Linked DNA regions of Mus musculus: regions 1, 2, 3 and 4 are each linked to region 5. Evidence: chromatin contacts called from public HiCAR-type, HiChIP or PLAC-seq and promoter capture Hi-C data. All regions are on one chromosome and are shown on one strand. The core of a region is the stretch at or near the end of the contact, and the rest is flanking DNA. Distances in the headings are between cores, read along the strand shown. Region 1 overlaps Trappc12 (trafficking protein particle complex 12). Region 2 holds the start of Dld (dihydrolipoamide dehydrogenase). Region 3 holds the start of Adi1 (acireductone dioxygenase 1). Region 4 holds the start of Trappc12 (trafficking protein particle complex 12). Region 5 holds the start of Pxdn (peroxidasin).

Region 1 (2,700 bases), core at 123-2,622, 1.2 Mb after region 5:
CACTTCTGGTGTCCATCCTCAGTAAAGCCTGTGAAAAAGGCAGACCAGCGTTGTTCCAATCTGAAACTAAAGGCCTAGGGAAGTGGTCAGTTCCAGGTTGTAGGGACTAAAACTGCCACCAGGCCCGGGGTTCTCCGCAGCCGCTGGACACGAGCAGGCGATGTGCATGGGTCAGCTTCTGCCCTGGGCAGCAGATGCTGTCTCTGCATCAGACGTGTTCACAGGTTTAGGATTGTGGCTTAGAAGTGAGCTCCTGATGACTGCTTGAGCTGGGCTATATTTCTTGCTGCATCTGTGCAGATGGTCTCTTATGGGAGCCCACTCTGGGCATCCCACTGAGAACACTGTCCTCTGTCTCCGGTTCTTGGGGAGGCCTGGTAAGGTTAGGCGGGGAGGCGGGGGGCTTTGTGTCAGCACCCAGAGTGTAGCAGTTGCCAGCTCGCAGGAGCACACTTGCTTGTGCACACTCACGCCTCTCTCTCCCGCAGCCTCTGTTCAGCTGTGGAGGTCTCGTCTGGGCCGTGTGCTGTACTCCATGGCAAACTGTCTGCTCCTGATGAAGGTATGTGGGCGGCTGAGCTGTAGAGCACCTTGTTCTAGCAGACAGTGTCAGCTAGAGGCTGCAAGGAAGTGCTGCGTGTTCCAATAGGCCTGACAAGGAAGTGAGCCGTGGGCCTCAGCAGTCTTCAGTGTGGCCTAGATTGCTCAGTAGAGTTCACTCACACTTGGGGGCCTAACTTGTCGTTGTAAAATTTCCACAGAAAACAGTTTATATTGCTGAATTTAATTGCACGGGCCTAGGTCTAAACAGTCTAATTAAAACTGCTCACTCCGCCCGAAAATGGGCGTTTTCCTCTGAACTCCATCCAGAAAATCTCACCTTTGTTCTGATTGTTTTACTGTGAGGGTCATTTTTTAATGATTGATGGATTTGACATCTGAAGGCAGTCTTTCCCACCAGACCCTCTTGTGAGGACCTCACCCCGAGCTGTGCACCTGAGGAGCCAGTGTGACTCGGGGAGCTCTGCCGGGCTGTCAGTCACTGAATTTCCAGTCCATTCTCCACGTGGGCCCTGCCAGCGGGTTTTCAGCTTCTCTCTCATTTCAAATACATCCCATGCCTGGCTTGCCTCCCGCCCTGGGCACGGGTGGCCTGCCACAGAGCTGGCGGCCTTGCTGCCAGCTGCAGGCAGGCACTGAAGCCGCCACGGAATCTGTCAGCAGCAGACGCCCAGAGCAGCGCTGTTAACACCTTCCGAGCTGTGGTGAGACGGCTCATCAGCTCATCCTCAGCCAAGGTCGTCCTGCTCTGACTGAGCGGCCGCCAGCGGGCAGGTTACCAAGGGGAAGAGCGTGCTCCTCGCTTTAGAGCGACTGGCAGCCCTCCACGTGGCCAGCTCCTTGGACCTGGCAGGAAAGTCTGTGACCACAGCCCAGCCATAGGACAGTGTGTTTCCTCTGCACCTCTGCAGACAGGTGACGTGTGACATTGGGTGTAGACAGGCTCTTGTAGTAGGTGACCTTGACACAGAAGAATGGGTTTCCTAAAACCTCTCCAGCTGTCCTCACAGCTCTTTCCGACTCTTGAACACATTACAGCTTTTAGAAGTTCTGTGTGAGATATTTGCACATGGTCTGTTGCCACAGGGCCACTTTGTTCCTGGTATCTTCCCACATCCACCTCCCTGGTGACATCATTGCAGAGCCTCCCCCACCTCCCCATGGGCTGCAGCCCTCAGCCAAGGAGGGGCCTGCTTCCTTCTGTCCCACCGCCCCCTGTGAGGCCTGCCTCTCCTCACTGCTGTGGCCTGTAGCAGCCTGAGAAGGCACCGGGAGCCTCCAGTCTCCTGAAGTCTCTGAGCCTTGGTTGCCTTCTTAGGCTTGCAGCACTGGTGGTGCCCAGCCACAGGCTGAAGATGCTCAGGGAGGAAGTCGCTGCTCAGCTGCAGTGCACTCAGCTTGCCTTTCTGAGAGACTCTGTTAGAAAATAGTGTAACAAAAAACGCTTTCCTTTGTTTTACTGCAGTAGTGACACCGCCAGCAATGTAGGCACAGGCACCAAACGTCTGCCTGTGACATCCTGTCACCCAAGGTTCTGAACGGGACGGATTATCATGTCTCAAAAATACTTTCTCCATGGATGTAATTTAAATTAAAAGTTTGATTTAATCTTGATTTTCATGAGTTAAAGAAATGCTGTAAGGAAAGTGGATGTGAGCACATGCAGTCTGCTGCCATCTAGTGGACACGACAAGTATTGCCACAGTAGCTGGGCTGCATAGCTGGGGCCTGTGTGCCAGCTAACAATGACCTAATTAATCAGCCTTTTAATGATAAGAAATTTGCTCATATGTTCTAGTTCTGAGAGTCCCACTATATATTTCCAGGAACACCCGCTTGCAAGACAAAGCCCTTCGTTCATAAATGTGATATCCTGAGGTTTCACAGTAGCCATAAGATACCTGGACAGTTTTCAGCTTCACGTCCTTATACCTCCCACACAGCATTGACTATTGTGGCTTCTCTTTTGTGGGGAAGAGCCTGCCACACACAGGGTGCCTCCTCTTTGCTTGGAAAACACTACATAAAGCCTTTGTTGGCAACAGAACAGCCATTAATACAATTTAGCAGTCTCTCAGCCAATGCAGTTTTTAGGTGCAAGTCAGGCAAGAATGCTTTTGCCCACATATGAGTGTTTGT
Region 2 (2,700 bases), core at 48-2,547, 1.4 Mb before region 5:
CAGCTGAACAATCTCTTATCTTATGAAAGGGGAAAACAAGGGCTTAAGATGTAACTCAGGTGAAGAATGCTTGCCTGGTATACTAGAAGCTCTGGGTTCCGTTCCCAGCAATCAGCAACACATGGTGGTGGGCACCTGTAATCCCAGCACTCAGGAGATGAAGGCAAGAGGACTATAAATTCAAGGTCATTCTAAGCTCTATATTGAGTTTGAAGCCAGTCTGGGACACATGAGACACTCTCTCAAGAAACCAAAAAGGGGTTGTGGTGGTGATTAATATTTGGTAACAGCTAGCTTTCGTCATAACATTAAAAAATCATTTATTCATGTCTTTTTCCTTCTAAATGGGCATAGATAGGTAAGAAGTAATATTCATCTAATCCCTAACTCTATGGAGTTCAGTACAGTGCCTGGGCTGTAAACTTTTGAGAAGTATAGAGTTAAGGTTTAAACTAGAGACTGTTATTACAAAGTGGTATCAGACCTTAAATCTCTGTGCTCAATTTTTTTTTTTTTTTTGTTTTTGTTTTTGTTTTTCGAGATAGGGAGCTCTGGCTGTCCTGGAACTCACTCTGTAGACCAGGCTGGCCTGGCCTCGAACTGAGAAATCTGCCTGCCTCTGCCTCCCGAGTGCTGGGATTAAAGGCGTAGCCCACCACGCCAGGCTCTGTGCTCAATCTTATAGACAACAGTTAGCAATCTTTTAGGTGCACTCTCAATGAAAACCTAACACCTCACCCACCATCCCAACCCTTCTAGTTTCTTCTACAAGGGAGGCGTGCTTTCAAAATACAAAAATAGAAGGGAGCTTGTTTTCTATACTTTTTGTTAGCGCAGTTTTCAGAACAGGATGTTGGTGAAGAAAGGTTCAAGCCTATCCTTTCCATTGCCTTCGAGAACAGAGATTGTAAACCAGCCGTTAAAATCAAAGCCTTTGTTCGTAGAGCTGCAGTTACCTCTCCTTTGCTTTCTTTAACCTCTCAGGGCTCCATCCAGAAAATGCAAACAGTTCATACGGTTTTTGTAAAGCTAGATAAAGCCTACTGCCCACGAATATCTAGCACAACCATAAGCTTGTCAAGTTGTCAAACTTTTCTTCCTTTCCTATTTAAACTTTACTTTCTGTGGGCTTTACTGAAGAAACAACATTTTTATTTATCTAGTTCGTCTTTCAAGGATAATTTGCAACTCTACTCCAGTCATTTGAGCAACAGTTCTCCAATTCCCCAGCTGCCACAAAGCGCAGCGCCCTTCACGACAGCGCACGACGAAGCGACCGGAAAGCCTCTGCCTTTCGGGCCAATCGCGCTGCTCCTCGGCGATGACGTATATGTTGCGCAGGCGCAGGGTGGGGAGACCTTGGATAAGTCTTACCAGGCGTTCAGCGGAGGTGAAAACCCCTGGTTGGAGGGACGGGACCGAGGGACGATGCAGAGCTGGAGTCGTGTGTACCGCTCCTTGGCCAAGGTGAGGGCGGCCCGCGAGGGGATGATGCTGGACCACAGGCACTTAGACGCCCGCTGTGGGCCCGGACGCGGCCTGCCGCCGGGAACCGCCGCGGCCCCGCCTCTATGCCGGCTCGGTGCGGCCTCCCGAGGCAGCGGGGAGCGCGAGCCCGGGCTCGGGAGGGCCCTGCTGCGGAATGACTGCCCGCAGCCCCACACGACCCGGACGCTGGTCCAGGGGCCTGGGCCCTCCCCCAGTTTCGGGGAGGAGTAAATGACCCTTGCCACGCGCGGCCTGCCCCTTCCTACCTTTCGCCTCATCCTAATGACCCGGGGGGTGGCCTACTCTCCTACGGCGGGGAAGTAACCTTGAGGCCCGACTGGCCCAGACGTGGTCAGCTCCAACACACCGTCCCGCGAGTTCCTCCTCCAAGGATCTGTTTTCATTCACGTCTCTAAACTAGTGCACCCTGCCATCAGTCAGGCCCTGGGGCTTATAGTTTTAATTGCAGCGGTTTGTCGTCCAAACAACTTTCCCATTTCACCTGCCAATTGACAGCTGCCAAATTGAATGTATGAGGCCTAGTGGCAGGGTAGCAGGATAACTTTAGGGACAATACAGAAATGAGACTCTTCACGGCTGAGCCGTCTGTGTCTTTAAAAGTTAATGTAACACGCAAAATGTCACTGTTTTAGGGAGAAGGTGAGCCGCGTCTCTCAGTACAGACAGTTCTTTGTTCCTCTTTGGTTGGCATATCTTGATCTCAGGTGCAGAAGTTGTCTTCAAGTAAAAAACCTTGCTGCATCAGAGTATATTGTCGCTGCTGTCCATTGCTTACTCGCTGTGATAGGAGCTGGAAGTGTGCTTTCTTTATGTGGCCCTGGCCTTAGGAAATGGTAGTCACACTGCTTAGAGAGTGTGAGATTATGATGCAATTTGTGGGACTTCCAGAATGTGAGGCCACTCCGTTGTTGGTACATTTTCCTAGTCCAGTTGGTGGCTTAAGAACATCTTTATAGATCTTATAAGTGATTACAGACTGTTAAGTAGATTTGTTAGGAAGCAGAATGACAGATGAAATGAATATCATTGAAATACTTAAATACCTGAATTCAAAGTTTTGGGATTTTAATTAGAATACTAAACTGATCCTTGGCAATAAAATTAACAATGCTTTCTGAAGTTTTAATAAAACTGTAAGCCATTAAATATATTTTTATTAGATTTAATATGAAATGGTTCATTGAATGTTCA
Region 3 (2,700 bases), core at 23-2,522, 1.3 Mb after region 5:
AACTTCACCCACAGGATGACGTAAGAGGTGGGCCTCCTGGCTCCCGGTGGGGTCACAGCTGCTCCTGATTGAGATGAGTGGCTCTACTGCCCTGAGGAGCTGTTTAAGGTTTCATAGAAGTCAGCTATGAGGGGGCCTTCACCAGACACCCAAAGCACCTAATCGGGTTCCAGTCTCTACTGGGCAGCCAGTTCCTGTTGTTTACAGATCTGGTGTAGATACAAAGTCCTGAGTGTGACTCCTAATCTAAGGTATCCGTGATGATCGAAGGAAGGGACGAAGGCAGTATTCCAAAAGCTCTTTCACTCCAACGTTGTAGTCATAAGGGGCCTTTCTGTCACCCTGCTCTGTCCCCTTTCCCTAGCAACTTCTGCCGTGGGAGCAAAGACTAACTCAACAGGAATGCCAGAGGCCTTGCTGACCCCAACCCCACAACCCTGAAGCCATGCTTGCTGATCCAGGACAAAATTGCATCACCAAGTCCGTCCCATGCAAAGCCTTGATTTCATATGTGCACAACCCAGATTCTTCTCCAATCACCTATTTCCCCCGCTTCCTATCCCAAAAATATCCTCCTATTACTTGCAGACATGGATTTGAGCGTCGTTCCCACCTTAACGTGGCCACCCGACCTGTGGACGCTGCTTCAGCTGTGAGCACAGCATGTGGTGAGCAGGCCTTCATGGTTTTTAAGGGGCATGACTCTGCAAAGGACTCATCAAACGTTCCTCAGGCATGGCTCCAAGGCCAGTTGGTTTGCACTTCATTTTGACCATACCAATGCACACAGGCTAGATCCAGTTACCCCTCCACTAACCCCAGATTCTCTGCGGCTTTCCTGTGTTTGAACTGCGTTACCCGTGACACTACCATGTGACTGGCAGCTGGCCGTGCGTTTGCAAACACTAGCTGTGAACGCGCGCGAGTACCAAGAGGAAAGCAGGCGCCACCAGCCCAAAGCCTTCTCTGCAGTTATGGAAATCTCTGGAAACGGCGGCCTTGCTGAGCTTGCGCAGCACCCTAGCCCCCATCCCCACCCCCACCCGGCCCACCCCGTCACGGCGTGCGCGTGCGCAGGCGCGTGGTGCTCCGGCCTGCACTCGTACCTTCCAATAGAGCACTCCGAGCGTGCGCAGCTGCTCCAGGCTCACGGGGCGGTCGGGCTGTGCGCGGTGGGGCTTCCGCGGGTCGGCGGTGGACTCGTCCATATACCAGGCCTGCACCATGGTGGCGGCGGCGGCTTCCACTAACTGGCTGGAAGGGGCGTTGCTTGAAGGAGCCCCAACGGTGGTGGGCGGGGTGTAGGGCGGAGTTGTCGGGAGGGCGTGACCGCTCAGGTAGAATTCAGGACCAGGAAAGGCGTCTCACCCTCTGGAGAAGGTGGTGGCATATCCACAGCCTCCTCGGCAGTTATGTGTCTACCCTGTTTTCCTTGCAAATGCTATGATAAAATATTCTTACAAAGGCAGCTTTCAGGCAGAAAGGGTTTACTTGGCTCACAGTTCCAGGTTAAATTCCATCATTCGGGGCAGCAGAATTGTCAGAAGAGGAACTTGAAGCAGCTAGTTCATAGCCAAGAGCAGAGAGAAATGAATGCATGTGTGTTCACTAGTGCTCGGACCCTTTCTATACTTTCTTTTTAAATTAATGCAATCTAGATAGTCCCCCATAGACAGGCCACAGGCCAACCTGATCTAGACCGTTTCTCATTACTACTCACCTCCTAGGTGATTCTAGCTATGTTAACATGACTGTTAAAATAAACCCGTCATGGTGCTGAAAAGATGGCTCGAGCAGTTAAGGGCATCTGTTGCTCTTTCAGAGAACCCAGATGCAATTCCCTGCAGCCACTTGGTAGTTCACAACCACCCATAACTCCAGTTCTGGGGGATCTGCTGCGCTCTTCTGAATTCTGTGGCTATGTTCACACGTGTTGCATATCCAAGGCAAAACGCTTCTAAATAAACCTAAAATAAGTAAATGAAACTAACCTCCATGCTATCCGAAGGTGCAGCACAGATTAAAGATGGGTGTTTCTTCAAAATCTGATTAAGAAAGTCCCATGGGGGGGGGGGGGGCTGGAGAGATGGCTCAGTGGTTAAGAGCACTGACTGCTCTTCTGAAGGTCCTGAGTTCAATTCCCAGCAACCACATGATGGCTCACAACCATCCATAACGAGATCTGGCGCCCTCTTCTGGGGTGTCTGAAGACAGCTACAGTATACTTACATATAATAAGTAAATAAATCTTAAAAAAAAAAAGAAAGAAAGAAAGAAAAAAGAAAGTTCCATTGGTGGGACTTAGACCTCATAATATGATGCTAATTCGTTAACTGCAAACGGCAAGGGTGTTATAAAGAGTAAGAACAACAAATGGCTGTCATCTCAGGGTTGGGTAACAGGACCACACAAGATTTTAACAAATAGGGAGGTTTGTGGAATAGTGGCCCTTGGTGGGATAGCCATCTTTGATAGAAAAAAATTACCGTAGTTTAAAAGTATGACAACTGAGGACCAGATAGCTTTAAAGAATTTTTTGTGCTTGTCAGTGGTGGCGCACACCTTTAATCCCAGCACTTGGGAGCCAGAGGCAGGCAGATTTCTGAGTTTGAAGCCAGCCTGGTCTACAGAGTGAGTTCCAGGACAGCCAGAGCTACACAGAGAAACCCTGTCTCAAAAAACCAAAATTCAAAAACCAAA
Region 4 (2,700 bases), core at 36-2,535, 1.2 Mb after region 5:
GCAGCGGGAATGGACGTCCATCAGGGCGGCGCTCTTATCCTGCGCTGCTCCCTCAAGTTCCAAAGATCTGAGCCCTAAAGAGAACAGTTAACTTGGCATTATGGTTGGCAGAGCTTTACTCCTAAACCGTGGTCCTGAGCACCAGAGCACTGCCCAACCCACTGCCAGGACCTTCGATCCAGCCTCAGAAGCAGGCTCTTAGATGTCCATTTAAAGATAAGATGCTGCAAGCTTGAGTCAAGACTGTGGTGATGGTGTAAGTGGGCAGTGACATACAGCGAGCGGTGTGCACTTCACGTAACCACCCAGTCCTGCACAGAGACACAACTAAGCCCACGATCTAAACTGTCCAGAGCTCTCAGAGACAGAAGGCTCTAGGACCTGGCATGGAAAATACTGCAAGAATGCACCATAGGAAATGAACTGTCTTGGTTCTATGAAGTTCTGGATCTCCACACGCGTTTCTTCTGTGTTTTGACTTTGCCATTATCTCTTGACTGACCTTCATGACAGCAGTTTCTGTGATGCTACCATTAGCCCCCTTAGTAGTCATCCATTGCCCACCTTTGTCTTACCTTGACTTTCTGATAAAACCTCTGGCAACTAGCTTCCACCGATCCCAAAGCTATGAAAGTCATGAGATAGCACCTGAGACCTACCCACCTACCCACTGCTTCCGAAGTGTGCTTAAGAAGTAGGTATTTTTGGTTGTTACTGTAAAACTTCATCAAATTGTTATCATGTAGGGCAGAATCTACGGTGACCTGAATCTATGTTCCCAAGCTATAGTCACTCACAGAATAAATTCTTCTTCCCTTTGAGATGAGAGCTGTGTTTTTACGTTGTCATAGAAATGTGACACAGAAAATCAAGAAAGCAAGGTTCTTGACTTGAGGACGATTCTCAACCAACCATGAGTTCAGCAAGCAAGGCTGACTCTTGACTCCTTAATTCCTCCCCGCAACTTTACGGATGTTAGCACACACTGCCACAGACACAAGGGGGGAAACGTGGAGAATCAACTAGCACAAAGATAAAATCCTAGGAAAAAACATCCTTGGTTGGTGACAGGCCCAAGGACAGACGATTTTCTTCAATCTCCAGGACCATCCTTGTCCCCTACCCAGTTTGGCCTTAGGCCCCGCCCACAGCTCTTGAGCCGGATATGCGCCCGGCTTCCAGTGGAGAGCTTAGCGGCTCCCAAACTGAGCATGTGCGGAAGTCGGGTCTCCGCGGCCAGCACACGCAGACGCACAAACGCGCGGGACCTTGGATCTTGAGTTTACTTCCGGTCTTCCGTCATCTCTTCGGACCCTTTTCGCCTGTGGGTGACCCGACCTCAGGGGCGGGTGGCAGGTGAGGAGCGGGTCGCAGTGAGGAGGGTCGCCGGTACCCTTGACCTTCCCACAGAGGGCGGCGTCCTCGCGTAATCAACCGCTCTCGGCCACGCAGAGTAGCCCCACGAGGGGCTGGCTCCTTCGGGCTTTAGCCAATTCTGTGTGCTCCCTGTGGTTTTGGACAAGGTACACACCCTCCTGACCTCGGTTTTATGTGTATAAAGTGCGGGTTCGTTAGCATGCTTAGAAGGTGCCCGTGTTACATCACCAGTGTTCGAGCTATGTTTTTGGTTTGCCCCAACTTTTGCTCCTGTCGACCTCGGTGTGTCATAGCCCCACAATAAATGAAGCACTGCAGTAAGCCAGAGTCGGGGTTAAGAGATAGAGGATGGGGTGCCATAGACATAACCTGACCACTGACGAATGAGTAGTGTTGTGTGGGAAAAGTGATTCCTTCCTGTAAGCATTCGGGAGATTGTGATGTGGAATATTTTAAGTTTGAGGTCAGTCTGGGCTAAATAGGGAGACACCCCAACCCCCTCAAAAGAAAGAAAGAATGAATAGAGTCTAAAAACTAAAACAAGGGTTGACAGGATGGCTCAGTGTCTGTCACCATTCCTGATAATCTGAGCTGCATCCACAGGACCCACACGATGGAAGAAGAGTTGTTCTTCCACATGATTGTCTTCTGACCATAAATAGACAAATGAATAAATACAGTAAGACGAGGTGTTGGTGCTGAGCCTGTATCATTTGAGAAGTAGAGGCAGGATGTTCAGGAGTTCAAAGTCGTCTTAGGCTATATAACAAATTTAAGGCCAGCTTAGGTTACCTACGACCTTGATTTATAAAAACAAACTCTCACACATATTAAAAAGCTAAATAAATGTTAAAAAAAAAAAAGTATCAGCCAGCCAGTGTGTGGTGAAATCGGAGTGTGTGTATGCTGTTGCAGGAAGGAACTGCAGGTCTGTGATTGCTCTTGGCAGTGGTGGTCCTTTTCTCTGAGCGCTCAGGAGGCACAGGCAGACTGATCTCTGAGTTCGAGGGTAGCCTGATCTACAGAGTGAGTTCCAGGACAGCCAGGGCTACTTGGAGAAACTCTCTCTTTAAAAACAAATAAGTGGTCGGGCAGTGTTGGTGCATGCCTTTAATCCCAGCAATTGGGAGTCAAAGGCAAGCAGTTTTCTGAGTTCAAGGCCAGCCTGATCTACAGAGAGAGTTCCAGGACAGGCTATACAGAGAAACCCTGTCGGGGGGCGGGGGGGAAGAGAGAGAGAGAGAGAGATCAAAGTGGTCCTTGATACATAGCAACAGTTAAGTTTACTGTGGCTTTGGGTACATAAGACCCAGTCTCAAAAGA
Region 5 (2,700 bases), core at 46-2,545:
CTTTCGCAGGCATCCTCAGAGATGCCAAAGTCCTCCAGCCCAGCCACAAAAAAGTGAAAACTCTTTTTGGAATGCAGAAGTGCAGCTGCAGGACCCTGAATTACAGTTGGCCCCTAAACGCATGCCTTCCTTCACAGAACCAAATCTCAGAACACACAGAGGCCTGCAGCCAACTCTGCAGCACTGGGATTCCTTCAGATCTGGGGGCTTTCGGTGAAGGCGCAAAGCACAACTCCAGGTGAAAAAGCCAGGAAGTGGAGGACGTCTGCGAAACTGACCAACTGAGTAGAAACAGCAAGAGGAGAGTCCCAGAGCTGCTCAGAACTTGGCCACCCGCACGATGGTGGGCCCTCCATGGCACCTGGAACGCCAAGCTTCTTCCAAGCAAAGAAAAAGCTCCTTACAAGGGCTGCGCCCAACAGAGTCCTCAGGACACCCAGCGAACTTGAAGGCTCCAGCGCAGAAGCCGATGGGAGTACACTTGGCGCTGTGGCGCCGCGGGACCCAGAATCTGCAAGAGGTTTCCTTGGCGCAGGGTGATGTGGGGTGGGCATCCTTCCAGAAGGAGGAGAAAGGGGGGCAGGTACACTGATGGAGAAAGAAGGGGTCGGAGGAGGGACGACCCAACCCCAGGCCTGCGCTTTAGAGAAGAGAGAGGGAGAGGAACCCCGAGTGGAGAGAAAGTTGAGAAGACACCGGAGGGAAGGCCAGGCGGGGAGGGCTCGAGAGACGCGCGGGGCTTTCCCTGGCGACTCCCTACTACTTCCCGGTCCAGCGGGAGATTCCGAGTTTGAACAAAGGCGGCTCCCCAGGCCGCGCGCTAAGCGCTCAGGTCCGCCCCTGGCGTCCTAGCCAGGACGGACAAAAGGCCCAGCACACCCTGCGCCGGACGCCGGGGTAGCCCACCTCTCCAAACCAGTACCCCTGCCCCCCAAGATACCCACGCCCCTCGATCCCCCTGAATCGCACGTCCCGCAGACCCCAGCGCCCTCCGGGCCGCACTCACAGGATGGAGGTCTGCGGCGCCACGGCGGGCACGGCCTCCAGCAACAGATGCATGCAGCGCACGGTGGTACGGAAACACAGGCAGCGGCTTGGACAGCCTGCCCCTTGCTTCGAGGCGACCACCGCCATGGCCCACCAGGCAAAGCACAGCAGGAGCGCCAGCAGGCAGCGGCGCGTGGGGCGCACGGCCATGGCAGATGGCGCGGACAGGAGCTGGCACGCGTGAACAGCAGCGGAGGAGGCCTCGGCGGGCGCGTCCACCGCCGGCTCCCAACTGAGCCCTCCGGTCCCCGGCCCACGTCCCAGCTGTGCGCGGGGGGCGGGGAGGGGGGCGCCAGCTGTGCACATGCGCGTGGCTCCGCCCCCTCTTAGCTTCGCAGAGGGCGGGGGCTGGGCAATCACCAGGGCCTTGGTGTCTGAACCTAGCGACCCTTCTCGGAGGTGCAGCAGGGCCTCCTTGGACTGCAGGACCAGTGCACACAGACTCCACTGTGGGGGGCTCCTAGAGGTGCAGAGGTGTCGCTTGGGACAGAGATTGGATCCCTGATTCTGCTTTTAAAACTGCAGTACCACAACAAAGTTACCCCACATCCCTTTATCATCCTTTCTCCCTGTATCCAAGGGTTTTGTTGCTAGTAATACCTTTTTTGAATACTTACAAATTTTGTTGTGTTCTAGGAAGTGAGCTTTCGCGGCACTGCCTCTTTTGCCTCCGTGCCCACCACTGTTCCCACACAAAACATCTATCTCTAGTTTTCCTCGTTCCTACTTGAGAAACTGAGGCACAGCAACCTCCCCACCCCCCAGTGCACAGCTTGTGGGAAGGCTGTGCTGCAGAAATAGAAGCTCCCTAGCGAGAGATTCCTGAGGTCTCCAACATTCACCGCCAATGAGGAACCCTTGTGGGGAAGATGGGATGGCTTTTGCGTGGACAGCGTTAAGACAAGGGAAGCCCTGAGGTTAACATCAGAGTGTACTCTGCAAGATTGAATGCTGACACTTTATACAGTTCTCTGATTCTCCCTGGGGTTCCAGTCTCTCCATTCTTCAGCCAGGAAGGCCAGGTTAGGCAATACAACCAAGGGAGCAGAGGTCTTAAATGTGAGGTTTGGAACTGGAGCCCAGGTGTGACAGTTGATCCTGATTCTCAACTTGATTGGACTGAGCACCTAGGAGAGTATAAAACTCAACTCTGGGGGAATTTATAGAAAGTTACCTAAAAGGAGAAGACCTACTAAGAACCAGAATGACACCCATAGGTTGGCAGTGTAATAGGATAGATGGAGAGGAAAGTCCAACAGCCCAGGTGTTCCTTCTGTGATTTCTGGCTATGTAAAGGGAGTTACCCAGTTCTGCCAGGCCTTTCTGGACAGGCAGACTGAAATCTCTGAAACTCTGAGCCAACACAGATCTTTCTCTCTTAAGTTTTCCCTCCGTGTTTTGTTACTTTATTGAAAAAAAAAAAAAACAAGACACCAGATGTATCTTGACCTGCAAACTACTGTGTTTCCACTCTGACTTGGGCATCAGGGTACTGCCCAGGGATGGGGTCACACTCAGGCACTGTCAGGAGACTTCCGATGCACTGTGCCAGGCTGTACGGTGGGGGAACTGGAGGCTGTTGGAGGAGGCTCCAGTTCCTAGTCACTGGGATCTCTCCATGACTGGAATACCTCCGACCACCTGCAGCATGTA

Evidence for each region. Promoter capture Hi-C pulls out the DNA fragments that hold promoters and counts their contacts. HiCAR-type assays count read pairs that join an accessible place to other places. HiChIP or PLAC-seq counts read pairs in DNA pulled down with a chosen protein or histone mark.
Region 1: a promoter capture Hi-C map of embryonic stem cells shows a contact between it and region 5, with 5 times the contacts expected there. The contact joins the enhancer-like site here to the promoter of Pxdn in region 5. A contact is called at or near these places in 4 of 39 promoter capture datasets (the 3T3-L1 cell line, embryonic stem cells and trophoblast stem cells) and 2 of 115 datasets of contacts at active chromatin or transcription factors (astrocytes and embryonic forebrain).
Region 2: a contact with region 5 is called in a promoter capture Hi-C map of liver, with 3 times the contacts expected there. The contact joins the promoter of Dld here to the promoter of Pxdn in region 5. A contact is called at or near these places in 3 of 39 promoter capture datasets (cranial neural crest, hippocampal neurons and liver).
Region 3: a contact with region 5 is called in a HiCAR-type map of astrocytes, with 4 times the contacts expected there. The contact joins the promoter of Adi1 here to the promoter of Pxdn in region 5. A contact is called at or near these places in 2 of 39 promoter capture datasets (cranial neural crest and embryonic stem cells), 3 of 115 datasets of contacts at active chromatin or transcription factors (astrocytes, embryonic forebrain and embryonic stem cells) and 1 of 9 other capture datasets (adipose tissue).
Region 4: a contact with region 5 is called in an H3K27ac HiChIP or PLAC-seq map of extraembryonic endoderm stem cells, with 12 times the contacts expected there. The contact joins the promoter of Trappc12 here to the promoter of Pxdn in region 5. A contact is called at or near these places in 5 of 39 promoter capture datasets (the 3T3-L1 cell line, the C10 cell line, cranial neural crest and 1 more) and 5 of 115 datasets of contacts at active chromatin or transcription factors (astrocytes, embryonic forebrain, extraembryonic endoderm stem cells and 2 more).

The regions. Positions count from the first base shown.
Region 1 is chr12:28,699,398-28,702,097 of GRCm38.p6, reverse strand. It overlaps Trappc12 (trafficking protein particle complex 12), which reads left to right. Exons shown (of 12, transcript NM_178811.5): 8 at 489-562. Among named protein-coding and RNA genes, the nearest start is that of Mir6937, 21 kb to the right of the region's middle. Within about 2 kb of position 1,372, at least 94 of the 459 cell types and tissues checked have an H3K27ac peak or open chromatin away from gene starts, as enhancers often do. A contact at or near this core is called in embryonic forebrain and embryonic stem cells, where this site is marked.
Region 2 is chr12:31,350,068-31,352,767 of GRCm38.p6, reverse strand. Dld (dihydrolipoamide dehydrogenase) reads left to right here and starts at 1,297. Exons shown (of 14, transcript NM_007861.5): 1 at 1,297-1,467. The coding sequence starts at 1,429.
Region 3 is chr12:28,673,779-28,676,478 of GRCm38.p6, reverse strand. Adi1 (acireductone dioxygenase 1) reads right to left here and starts at 1,272. Exons shown (of 4, transcript NM_134052.2): 1 at 1,107-1,272. The coding sequence starts at 1,226.
Region 4 is chr12:28,748,985-28,751,684 of GRCm38.p6, reverse strand. Trappc12 (trafficking protein particle complex 12) reads left to right here and starts at 1,285. Exons shown (of 12, transcript NM_178811.5): 1 at 1,285-1,523.
Region 5 is chr12:29,936,631-29,939,330 of GRCm38.p6, reverse strand. It overlaps Pxdn (peroxidasin), which reads right to left and starts at 1,295. Exons shown (of 23, transcript NM_181395.2): 1 at 1,007-1,295. The coding sequence starts at 1,197. It overlaps Gm31939 (a long non-coding RNA gene), which reads left to right and starts at 1,344. Exons shown (of 4, transcript XR_001780596.2): 1 at 1,344-2,700.